Regions from separate parts of the Anas platyrhynchos genome. Here region 2 is linked to region 1. The links are chromatin contacts, called in public Hi-C maps. All regions are on one chromosome and are shown on one strand. The core of a region is the stretch at or near the end of the contact, and the rest is flanking DNA. Distances in the headings are between cores, read along the strand shown.

Region 1 (5,846 bases), core at 1,012-3,511:
ACAGGGTGAAGGTGGGAGGGGGGCAGAGCAGTGCCGGGACTGTGGGTGAGGTTTCCTGCTAGCAGAATTTACAGTTTGAGTACTCCATATGATCCTAGGCACAGTCCAGGGCAATACTCAGAGCAGCCAGGCGCTGGTGCTGGAACATGTGGGTGTATTGCTTTGTGAAAAACGTGTGAACTGCAGCTGAGCTGGGCAGCAGGGACTGCAGGGATCTCTTCTCAGCAGAGATCACTCAGTGCCACCACACGTGTTGAGGCATCAAACCTTACCTATGGCAATGCTGCATCTCCCTTTTAAAAGAAGGCATGGGTTCTTTTGCACATGTAGTGTTTAGTTAAGAACCCTGGGGTGTGGTTGCCAGGGACTGTTTCATATGCATCCCTGTAGCTCTTTAGGAAGGCAAAAGCAATATCCTGGGATGCTCTGAGATCCTCTGGTTGATGCAGCAGATCTCTTCAGAGATAAAGGAGTCGTAAGAAACAGCCAGTCTTGCCCTTTGTGGGTGCCAAACCCACCGGCAGCCAAACCCAAAGCTAGATCCATTCAGTGCTGCTGCAGTCAGGAAGGAGCTGCAAGTCTCAGCCCTGCCCTGATGCCTGTAACCCAGAGAGGTGCCCTGCTCCCCATGCTGGGTGGCATGTCCCACTCGTGCTCTCAGCAGCTCCTATATTTCTTTGTGACAACAGAGGGCACCAGCGGCCCTTGGTAACGCTGGGCTCTGCCCTTCCTGGCTCCCCAGGACATGCAGGGCTGCTCCGGCACCTTCGGACACGTGGGAGAAAGCAATCTCCAAACCAAATAGATCCTGCTCCTCAGGTCTGGGGAGATGTGTGCAGTGGGGCTTGCAGCTTGCTCCTGCTGGACCTGTGTCGGTGTTTGTGATAATGAGCAAGTCATCTTCTGCAAGGAGTGATGGCTTGGATACAGCTGGTGGAGGTGGGTCAGAGCAGTGCACATGCATGTGTCGGAGCAGGGAAGGCTTGCACCCAGGCACCCATGAGCCTTTTTAGTTCCTCCAGTGGCCGTTCTGCACCTTCAGCCCAGCAGGGCCCAGCCCTGCCATCTGCACCCAAGCAGAAGCTGCTGAAAGGTAGGGATTTGGGGTTAGTCCGCAATGAAATAGTTCAGATCAGGGGCTGTGCCTGGATCTGCCCTGCATTACCCCAGAGTTCAGCCTCACCGACAGCTGTAGAACATGTGAGGTTTGCCTACTGTGAAGCCCGCAGGGACGACCCTGAGCTAGCTCCAAGCTATTCCCTGCAAGCTTTCCCAGCAGAGCGGGAATGAGCCCAGTGCAGGCTGGCTGTTAGAGCCTGAAATCCCCAGGAAATCTGGCAGCCCTCTGAGCTGTTGATGTGCAGCAGTACCACAGCTAGTCCATTTAGAGGTAACCCTGTAAGCTGCCCCAGGCTGCCCCAGGGGCGGTCTAGGCACACTCTCACCCCCTGCAGTAGGAGCGGGGCTGCTTCCAGGCTGCTGTGCCACTGATGTGCAAATCCTCTCTCCTTCCCCTTAACTGCTTATGTTTATCACCTCTGCAGGTGCGTTCAGTTGTAGGCTGCCTGTGGAGAGATGCAAAGAAGTTCAAGCTGTATTTGTTACTTTCCTGAAGCACGGCTAAGCAGCAGGCACTGTTAGTGATAACCCACTGCTTTTGATCACTGTGTCACAGGGCAAAATAATCAGGGAGTAGAGCAACGAAGTACAGGCACAAGTACTTCTGATGAACAGCCCCTCTAGCAGAACATCCTGATTTATTGCTGTTGTGAAAGCAGAAACAGGCGGTGATTTTTTTCCTGCTTTCTTCCACGCAATGCTGGGAAGGAGTTCCTCTCTGCTCTGGTTTGTGGGATGCTTTTTCTTTGTTTCATCTTAATTTGTGAAGGAAGATGAAGGAGAAGAACAATGATGGGGGAAAGGGCTTTGAGCAAAGAAACAATGTGTCGCACTACTAAAAGTGTCACCCGACTCAGTGACATTAACAGGACTACTTGCAAGAGCTCCTCACTCGATCTAGTCCCTCAAGTAAGGGTTGAGTGTCTAAGTAGACAGATCCTGGCAATATCAGGCCACAGAACTGTGCATATGAGACATAACCTAGAGTCTGTACTGGGGCTTCATCCTTTTCAGTCCTGCAAACTTGATGCAGCAGGACCATTTGCATACCAGAAGATTTACTCACAGGAGCACAGGACATTGGATGCTCTATTTATCTGCAGCCTAGAAACACGAAGGTCCCAAGTTTCTTCCACTGCCAGGGGATATGTGAAAGCTTTGAGCACATGCTACAGAGATAAGTAGAGACATATGCTGTATGCCAGGCCAGGATGTTTTTATAAAGAGTTTCAGGCCACGTCTGGTAAAACATTTAATAACTTTTCTGCCAGCAGCCAAAAGGCAGTCAAATATTTAAAAGCAGCAATAAAAGTTCCTGTGTGAGTCAGAGTCCTACAGCAATCCTGCTAGTGAATTTCCCCATGGTAGCCTGCAGGACTAGCTGGAAAAAATACCACAGAACTCTGTTGGTATGAAATATTTTTTTAACAAGTCCTTGGAAGTGGCATGGAATGTCCCTGCAAAGCCCCTGAAACCAGATCCCAGGCTATGTGCAGCCTAAACAGCAATTCTGGTATTTTTTACTATGGCCACAAATCCTATTTCACTCCTAGGGAATCACAGAGAGGCCAGTTTCAGTGTGACCTTTAAGTGGCATCTCATTTGCTTATAGAAGACTATGCACTCATGCATATTCCTTTAACCTGGAATCCAGTACACTCAAATGTCCGTGCCACAGATGGAGCAAAATGCTGCCCTGACACACATGTGGCCTGGACTCAACTCGCCTTTCTCCTTTCCTGCCGAGCTCTGCTCTTGTAGTGCTAATGAAGTACATCTTCTTTTCCTTTCAAAGTCTTCAGGTGATCCCCTTCTGCAAGGAGACCCTGGGCTTTTTTGGAAATGAATCTCATTAAGACCCAAAGCCACGGAGGCTTCTCTGCTAATTCTTCCTGCTGCTAAAGCCTCATCAATAGCCAGCACACCCTGGCTTGGATCTGCTGAGGGCAGCAGTGCTGGGGTACCAGGGCTAGACAGGCACTGGGATCTCAAAGCAGATCACTCTGATGCCAGGCACACATGCGGGTGTTTGCCACACTGCTGCTCACCCACTTGGGCAGGAGATGATGCTAACCGAGGGAGCAGAGAGGGAGAGGAGGGGTGATGCTGCAGGCACCTCCCTGGCAGGTTGTGTGCCCCTCCATTGCTACACTGCAGTAGTGCAAGTTGCTCTCTGATCGTATTTTGCAAGTTGTTTCCACGCTGCAGTTCAGGTCTGGTTTGGATGCTCTTCTGGGGCAAATCTGGGAGCCCCGTTTAGCTTGAATTACCCTTCATCACCACAGGACTCTGGCACTTCTCTGGCTGAAAATGTGCTGGGAGCTGCCTGGGTTTCTTTGGGGCTTCCAGTGCCTTTACCCATTGAAACGGGAAGGGGAAAGTCGCTTCCTCAAAGCAGAACATCAGGAAATGTTTTCCTTCAGCTTGGTTGTAAAAAGGGGGGCAGTTGGTAGGGAAAATAAGTCTTCCTCAGAGCTGCTTTGCGGATCCCTCCACAGATGCACTACGCCAGCATGGCAGCATCAGTGAGCATGGGAAACCTCACTGGAGAGGCTTTGAGCCAAGCAGGGTCAGGCTCCTGCAGACACAGCTTGTCACCGTGCACGGTGGAGCCTGTTGGTAGAGTTGCAGCCCTGAATGTCCTAATGCCCAGTCCTGTGCTCTAAACACAGCCCCTTCTGCAGAATAAAGCCTGAAACCTGCCTGACCCCTTTCCCCGCTTGCTGTTCAAGGTGAGTGTATGATCTTTAAAATGCCCTGCAGGCAGGGTGAAGGCAGTACCCTCCCAGCTGTGCGTAAGGGCAGTGCTTCTGTGTGTGGATGAAGAACGCCTCTGCCTCTGGGCCTACAGAGGGGGCCTGCGACCTGCAGCACGGGTGGGATGGCCCAGGTGAGGAAAAGCAGAGGGTTTAGCACCAAGGGCACGAAACAACCTCCCCTTCTCCGTGGCCTTGTCCCAGGCAGAGACCCCAGCTCTGCATGGTGCTTCCCGCAAGCCTGGCGAGCAGCCATCCTCCAAAGGTGTCTGACCTCTGAAGCCGTGCCCTTGGCTGCCTGTTTTGAGCACACAGCAGACACCGAGGCAGTGTCTGGTTACTGGCCTCAGCCTCCTCCTTTCTTCCTCCAGGGCACGAGGTCTCCCCTCTTGGGTGTCAGGAGAGACTCTTCCAGGGGAGTGTTTGGCAGGGCAAATTTATTACCAGCCTGTTGTGACTTGTTGCAGATTTGGGCAACACTTGAACAAAATGCTGTCAGCAACTACATGCTTCTTGCCTTGGAAGCCCCGCAGAGCCTTTCTGGGCTCAGCTCACTGCCACAATTCATCATTCCCAGAGGCTGAGGGAGTAACAGGGTCCGGGTGCCAGGCCTGCATCACAGCACGGGGATGCCTGCACGCAGCCTGCCTCAGGGTTGCTCCCTCTGAGGGTGGACGTTGTGCCCCAGGCAGCTGCAACCAGTTCTCGTCAGCATGGCTGTACTGGTCTTGGGTGCGATATTCAGCAGGACAGCAAATGAAGGCAAAGTCCCTCCAGCTTTGGGTCATCATAGGATCTATTGAGCAATTCTGTGTGTTTATCTCATGATGATAGTGCAACCCTGAGGCTTGTCTCTGCCAGGCCCTCACCAGTGCAACGCCTGGCTGTTACATCAGAGCTGGTGTTCGGACCGGTGGGTCATGCTCCCAGGAGAAGGCAAGCTGCTGGCAAGTTTGTGTTTGCCTCAGTTTGTGTTTGCATTTTCACCCAGAGGAGAAGTGACAGAGTCTTAGGGCAGACGGGGATTCAAGCTAAGCAGAGCTCCTAAATGTGTTCTAATTCTGCACATCTGGGATGGCGCTGGTGACTCCTGCACTTGCCTCTGTAGGCACACACATTGCTCTTTGTGAATCAGTAAGTGCATTACAACATAGGTAGCATAGAGCATTTTTTTCCCTGCTTTTGCTAATAATAGGCAAGGAAAAAAAAAAACCTCCATTTGCCTGTAGGATGCTGAAGCATCCTTGCTCAGGCTTAAGCACTGAGCAGGCAGCATCCATCCCATGTGCAAGATCTCACTCCTCCAGCCTCAGTGCCCAACCTGGGAGCACTGACAGGAGAGGATGGTGTCCTGGACAGCTGCGGAGGTGTGGTGGTCACCTTTGGCTGATGGGATGTGCAGATGCTGATGTTTCCTGTGCGGTGGGGAATTCACGTTCTGCAGCAGTCTACGGGTTTGTGGTGATTCATGGAAAACAGGAAAACCTAGTCTTATCTTCTGGGGGAAAACTGCCGCGCTTCAGGTTTCAAAGCCCTTGGTTCAGTGGAATTACAGGTTCAAATCCTGAGAGGGTCAAACAAGGTCTTTCTTCCTCTGAGACAGATGGAGTGTCACGCAGTAAATTGCCTATGATTCTCTTTGTTAGATGCTGTGTTACTTTGAAAACGGCATCATGACAAATCTTGGCTTTCTGCAAAATAAATAACTGCATCATTTATCAAAAAGGTTTGCTTTCAGAAACGTCGCCACTCTTTTAAAGCATTAGAGACTCCTGGGAATGAAAGAGACCAGAGGAGCACAAGATGCCACTTTTCCTTACTTACTCTATTGTATTTGACATTTTGCTTTTTTTCTGCTTATTTGAAAAAGCCCTGGTGAGGAGTGATCCCCATCTGGGGCATGTTCCAGCAGACATGGTGGGGTGTGACAGCAAGGAACGCCCGCTGCCCAACTCGTCCTCAAGCTTGCCG
Region 2 (5,846 bases), core at 1,835-4,334, 110 kb after region 1:
GTGAGGTTGACGAAGATGCCATCTGGAAGTGTGACCAAGCTGTTCCTGCCCAAGTCCAGCTCCCACAGGTGTGGCATGCTGTCAAAAAGGCAGCAGGGGAGCTCCGTAATGTGGTTTGAACCCAGAGTCAGCAGCTTCAGCTTGTTTAATCCAAAAAAGCCCTGGGGTGGGAGAACCCCGATGAGGTTGTTGTCCAAGAGGAGTTTCTCCAGGTGGGCCAGGCTCATAAGAAGCGTGGGTGGCAGCGTCCTGAGCCTGTTCCTCTGGAGGCTGAGCTCCAGCAGCCCCTGCTGGGCATCCAGCAGCCCCTCCGGGAGGTCCTGCAACTCGTTCTCGTACAGCCGCAGGACTTGCAGGTGGGGGAGTTTGCTGAAGACATCTCCAGGCAGAGCCGTGATCTTGTTCCTAGCCAGGTCCAAGAAAGTTAGATTGGCAAGGGAATCAAAGATACCTTCTGGAAGAGACGAGATGGCGTTGATGTGCAGGGAGAGCTCCCCCAGGTGCTCCAGCCCTTCAAAGAGCCCTTTGGGGATGTGGCTGATGTGGCTGTCCCTCAGCTCCAGTCTCTGCAAGCTTGGGAGGTTCTGGAAAGTGCCCGTGGCCAATTCTTCTAGTGAGGCACCAGAGATCTCCAAATCCCTCAGTTTCTCCAAACCATCAAAGGCTCCAGGTTCAACCGCCTTGATCTTATTGCCAATAAACAAAATCTTGGTCAGGCTGGGCATGTACCTGAAGGCACCTTTCCTTACGGCAGTAACGCTGGTTTGCACAAAGACCATCTCAGAAATGAAGGGCTTTGCGATCTTGGGGATCTCTTTGACATCGTTTTTTGTCCCTCTGTAGACCTCCTGGTAGTCCTTGGGCATTTCATATGGATCTGCACTCGGGGTTTGGTCTTGGCATTTATGGGGGTGGAAGAAGAGGAAGAAAATGAAAAGGAAATGCTGGTACATCGTCCTGAAAAAGGGTTTCAGAAGTCAGATTTGAAGAACAATAAGACCTGCAACCACAGCTCTCAGAACCATCCTATTCCTGTTTGGGCTGTAGGCTCAGATGTGTCCCGATGAAGCTGCTGCCCCTTAGTGCTGCCCCAGCGGGGCCAGGACTCAGCAGGGCCACAGCTCGCTCACACATCACCAGCACCAACCAGCAACCTGCTTGCTGGCAGCAAACCTGAGATCAGACATGGTCCCAGCAGCCAGCAGACCAAACGACCTTGTTTACACAGCATTTGCCAAAAAAAAAAAAAAAGCCTGTGGAGCAGCTGGCATCCCCACAGAATGTAACTTTGGAAAATCTCTCATTTCTGTACCTTTAAAAAAGGAGCCAAGCCCCAGCACAGCTGTGAAGCACCAGTCCCTCTCCATGAAGCAGGACACATCCTCCCTTGTCTTTCACGATGGCACGAAGCTCACGGGAGGGCTGCCCCGGGTCCCCAGGAGCAGAGGCCCTGAAGCAATGATGCCTGGTGCACCCTCTGCCTTCCTCTCCTCCCCCTGCCTCGCTGCAGTTCCCTGGATTTGCTCTGGCCATCCAGGTCAGACAGCTCCATGGAGCACACTGTGCTGGGTGGGCTCCCTCTTGGTGCTTCTCTCAGTTCCGAAGGGTTACCTAAAATGTTACTTTAAATGCCTCCTTTTCAGGACCCCTGCTAATCACATTATATTTTGGCATTAGTTATGCAGCTTTGTCAGATATAAATGATTGGCTTATAAGCAGCAACCAAGTTTAGGACCAGGCTCTCTAAAAGACTTGGAGATGTCCGCAGATTTCCTGTTTAAAACCCAGCATTTAGGGCCCTGACCGGCAGCTCGGAGCTGAGCTCACTGGCTCACATCCACCAGCAGCAAAAAAAAGAAAGAGCCATGGGCTGCTTCTCAGGCATCCATCAAAACTAACCACGGCAAAAGCTACAGCCAGGAGGCTAAGTTTGCTTTGAAAAGACCTAGATATTTTCTGAAAAGTGTCGAGAGGTCGGCAAAGCCAGGAGGCTGCAAGCTGTTGGGTTTGGACAGAAAGGGAGCCCCCATGGGGGGCTCACCCTGCACACCCTGGCTGTGATGTCCCTGCCTGTCCCTCTCCCCAGCAGCAAGGACACAGACCAGCAGCTCCCCAGAACCACCCTCCTGGCACACTTTGAAGCATTTCGCACCCCCGACTTGCCTGAGCGCTTGGGAACGCGTCCAGCCGCTGGAGCGCCGCACCGTGCTGTGCCAGGCAGGGGACGAGGGGTCCCATCACCTGGGGAGCTTTATCCACCGCCCAGGCATGGGGCTTGGCTTTGCAGGGCTGCTGGAGGAGATAAGCACACAGCACAGAGCCATGGGGAGCAGTCCCACGCGCCCCAGGAAAGGACGCAGGCGCTCTCAGGTGTTATCTGCTGGCACCACGCGGCTGCTCACATCCAGGGAAGCCCGAAGATCTTCAGGCCAGCCTGTTTTTCCTTCCTCGAGAAGAGGCTTACGTGGCTGAAAGGTGCTGCTGTGAAGCCGCTTGCTCAAGCTGATAATGGTGATGACTTCTGTGGCCCTGCTGGACAGACACACAGCCCCGTCCTGGCAGCTGGCTGCGGGGCTGTGGCTGGCCGTGGGGCTCACCTCTGCTGGGCACCAGCCGGGGGACCCTGCTGAGCACACTGTGCTGATGGAGCAGGCTGGGAGAACACAAAACTCCCCCCTTGGTGCCTCCTCTCCCTCTGAGCAGCGGTGGGGCTGAGTTGGAGGGGAGAGGCAGCAAAGCAGCGCGCCCCCGAGGGGCACCCCAGGCGCCCCGTGGCTGCGGGCAGGCCGGGCAGGACGGCTCGGGGAAGGGCGGCCGGGCTCTGGCAGGGCCCCCCCGGCTCTCCCCGGCCCGGGACACCCCCAGCCCCGCCGGCCACCAGATGGAGCAGCAGCACCGCGCAGCACAGCCCCGGCTGCAGCGCCGTCGGGGAGAAGGGTTCAGCTGGCTGGGCGCGCACCCACGCGTGTGCACACACACGCACACACACACACACAGTCACACACACGCACACACACACTTACCCCGTTAGGGCAGGGCAGGATGCTTCCCTTAGGCACCCATCTCCGCGAGGTGCCGAGCCCTGAGGGCAGCACCCAGCAAGGAGCAACCCCAGGGACCCGCGCCCCTCGCAGCCTGGCCCAGGGCCTCCAGCCACAGCCCTGCGGGATCACAGCCGCCTTCCCCTGCAAGACAGACGGCATCTTCCCCCTCTGCACCTTGGGAACAGGCTGCACAGGAATGATACGTACACTTTAATAATATTTGAAACACACAGGAACGCACGGCTGGGTGAAGAGGCACCATGAGTCCAGCTCCAGCACAGAGCACGGTGACGGTGACCATGGCAGGGACATCAATGCAGGACACAGAGCATCGTTTCTCAGGCTGATTTTGGTGTGGCCGCTGCACCAGCAGGATGACCACGAGGAGCAGCAGCATATGCCTGAGTCCTAGGGTGTAGCAGGGAGCCCGCGTGGGGTGGTCACATCCGGGCCCTGCGCCATGACGAGGACGCTGACCTGCAGCGTGCCGCAGGAGGAACGCAGCACCCAGGCACCCCGGTACTCGGTCCCTGGCCCCACCGCCTGGCTGGGAGGAGGAGGAGGAAGGCGAAGGCTGAGCCGCTGACAGCTCGTGGCATTGCAGGACACATGCAGGGTGCCCTCGGGGTTGCTGTAGGTGCACTGCCCTGGTGCATCCTCCCCGGGCACCGCGTCCCGGCCCTCATCTTTGGCACACGCCAGCTGCCTGTGGGTCACCTCCAGCAGGGGCTGGCCCTTGAGGGTGGCCGGGCTGGCACAGAAAGCTTGCACGTGGAGGAGGGGGTCAGAAAAGACCTGGAGCCAGCCCAGGAGGTAGGCGAGGCGGCAGTCGCACGCCCAGGGGTTATCCTCCAGCCCCACGCGCACCAGCTCCTCGTTGGCATTGAAGAAGCCCGCGGGCAGGCGGGGCAGGCGGTTGTGCTCCAGCCCCAGCGTGGCCAGGCTGGGCAGCCCGTCCAGCAGCCCCGGCGGCAGGCTGGAGAGGTTGTTGTGGCCGAGCTGCAGCGTTGTCAGCTCCACCAACCCCTGGAAAGCCTCGGCGGGGAGGCGAGCCAGGGCGTTGTGTGAGAGCACCAGGCTCTGCGCCACCGAGAGGTTGGCGAAGACGCCCGGGGGCAGCGCCTGCAGCTGGTTGCGGGCCAGCGAGAGGTGCAGGAGGCCCGGGGTGCCCTGGAAGAGGGTGGCGGGCAGGGAGGCCAGCTGGTTGCCCTCCAGGCTGAGGAAGGTGAGGTTGGAGAGGCCGGCGAAGGCGTCGGGGCGCAGGCTGCCCAGGGCGTTGTGCTGCAGCTGCAGCCGCCGCAGCGCACCCAGCCCCGCGAAGGCCCCAGCGGGCAGCTCGGCCAGCTGGTTGCCGTCGAGGTGGAGCTCACCCAGCCGGGAAAGTGTCCCGAAAGCACCGGGTGGGAGCTGTGCCAGCATGTTGTCGCTCAGCTTCAGGACGCGGAGGGCAGCCAGCGGGGCAAGCAGCCCGTCGGGCAGCTCGGTCAGCACGTTCTGCGAGAGGTCCAGGGCCTGCAGGTGGCGGAGCGGGTGGAAGATGGCAGGGGGCAGCTCATCGATCTTGTTCCCCCGCAGGCGCAGGTCCTGCAGGTGGCAGGCGGAGGCGAAAAGCCCCGGCTGCAGGGAGTGGATGGCGTTGGAGCTCAGGGAGAGCGTGGTGAGGCTGGGCAGCCCCGCCAGCAGCCCCGGGCTGACGGCCGGCAGCGGGTTGCCCGAGATCTCCAGCTCGGCCAGGCTGGGCAGCCCCCAAAAGGCACCCGCCTCCAGCTCCTCGATGTGGTTGTTGAGGAAGACCAGCTTGGTGAGCGTGGTGCTGGAGCCCAGCGCCCCGCTCCCGATGCTGCTCAGGGCCGTCTCCACGAAGAAGAGCTGGGTGGCGTTCCCCGGCAGGCCCGCCGGGATCTCCCTCATCTTCTCCTCCGAGCAGAAGACCTTGGAGGTGTCGTAGCACTGGCAGGGCGGGGGGCAGGGAGGGGGCAGCCCCCCCACCAGCAGGGACCCCAGCCCCAGCACCACATAGACCATCACCCTGCGCTGGAGGAGGAAACCAGCATCAGCTGCTGTAGGGCCACCAGGCTCACCTACGCTCAGCCACGCACCAAGGGGGCTCTGCTGGTTGTGGGTTTATATTTTACTGGTTGTATTTTTATACAACCAGTTGTTATTTTATAATTGCCCATCGAAAACATCCTTCTGGCAGGAACGTTTCAGAGCCAGAGCTTCTGCTAAAGAAGGGAGGGTACGTGGAAGAGCAGGGGCTGAGCAGAAACACCCAGACCACCACCAGCTCCCCCGTGCCTGGGACGCGTGCTGCTGCCGCCCGGTGACAGGGGACAGTGCCCGTCCTGCTGTGACACCCACCGGGGACATCCTGTGCCAGGGGGTGTGTTGGACTTAGAGCCGTGCCCTGGAGCACCATCAGGCATGGCCTCTCCCTCTCGCCACCTGACTTGTTTCCAGCACTTCCCACCCACCCCAAGGCCCCCAACAAACCCGTCCCAAATTCCCTGAGCCTTGCCACTTACCGTGAGCGGCATCGTGGGGACCACCACCATGGGGACTGCCGAGCCCACAGCGAGGAGCGAGCCCCGCCGAAAAGGGAAGATGTTTTGTGGGGCGGATGTGGAGGCAGCTGACAGAGCGTTCCTGCTGGGGCGGAGCTGCCCCTTTCTGCTTATCGGCAACAACAACCCGTGTCCTTGGAGCGCTTCAAAAAACAGCCCGGCCCAGGGGACAGGAGGTGAACGCACGCAGGGCACGGGCTGGTAGCCATGAGTGTGTCCTGGCAGGGAAGCGGGGCCG

The links. Hi-C and Micro-C count contacts between places; a contact is called where the count stands out from the background.
Region 2: a Hi-C map of skeletal muscle shows a contact between it and region 1, with 8 times the contacts expected there. The contact joins the promoter of LOC113844492 here to the enhancer-like site in region 1. A contact is called at or near these places in 5 of 8 Hi-C or Micro-C datasets (liver, skeletal muscle, small yellow follicle and 1 more).

What each region holds. Positions count from the first base shown.
Region 1 is chr9:12,510,615-12,516,460 of IASCAAS_PekinDuck_T2T, forward strand. No RefSeq gene overlaps it. Among named protein-coding and RNA genes, the nearest start is that of HES1, 77 kb to the right of the region's middle. Within about 2 kb of position 2,262, at least 2 of the 8 cell types and tissues checked have an H3K27ac peak or open chromatin away from gene starts, as enhancers often do.
Region 2 is chr9:12,614,901-12,620,746 of IASCAAS_PekinDuck_T2T, forward strand. LOC113844492 reads right to left here and starts at 3,085. Exons shown (of 3, transcript XR_011811517.1): 1 at 1-3,085. LOC110351774 reads right to left here. Exons shown (of 2, transcript XM_027464783.3): 1 at 5,570-5,846; 2 at 3,240-5,078. The coding sequence ends at 3,453.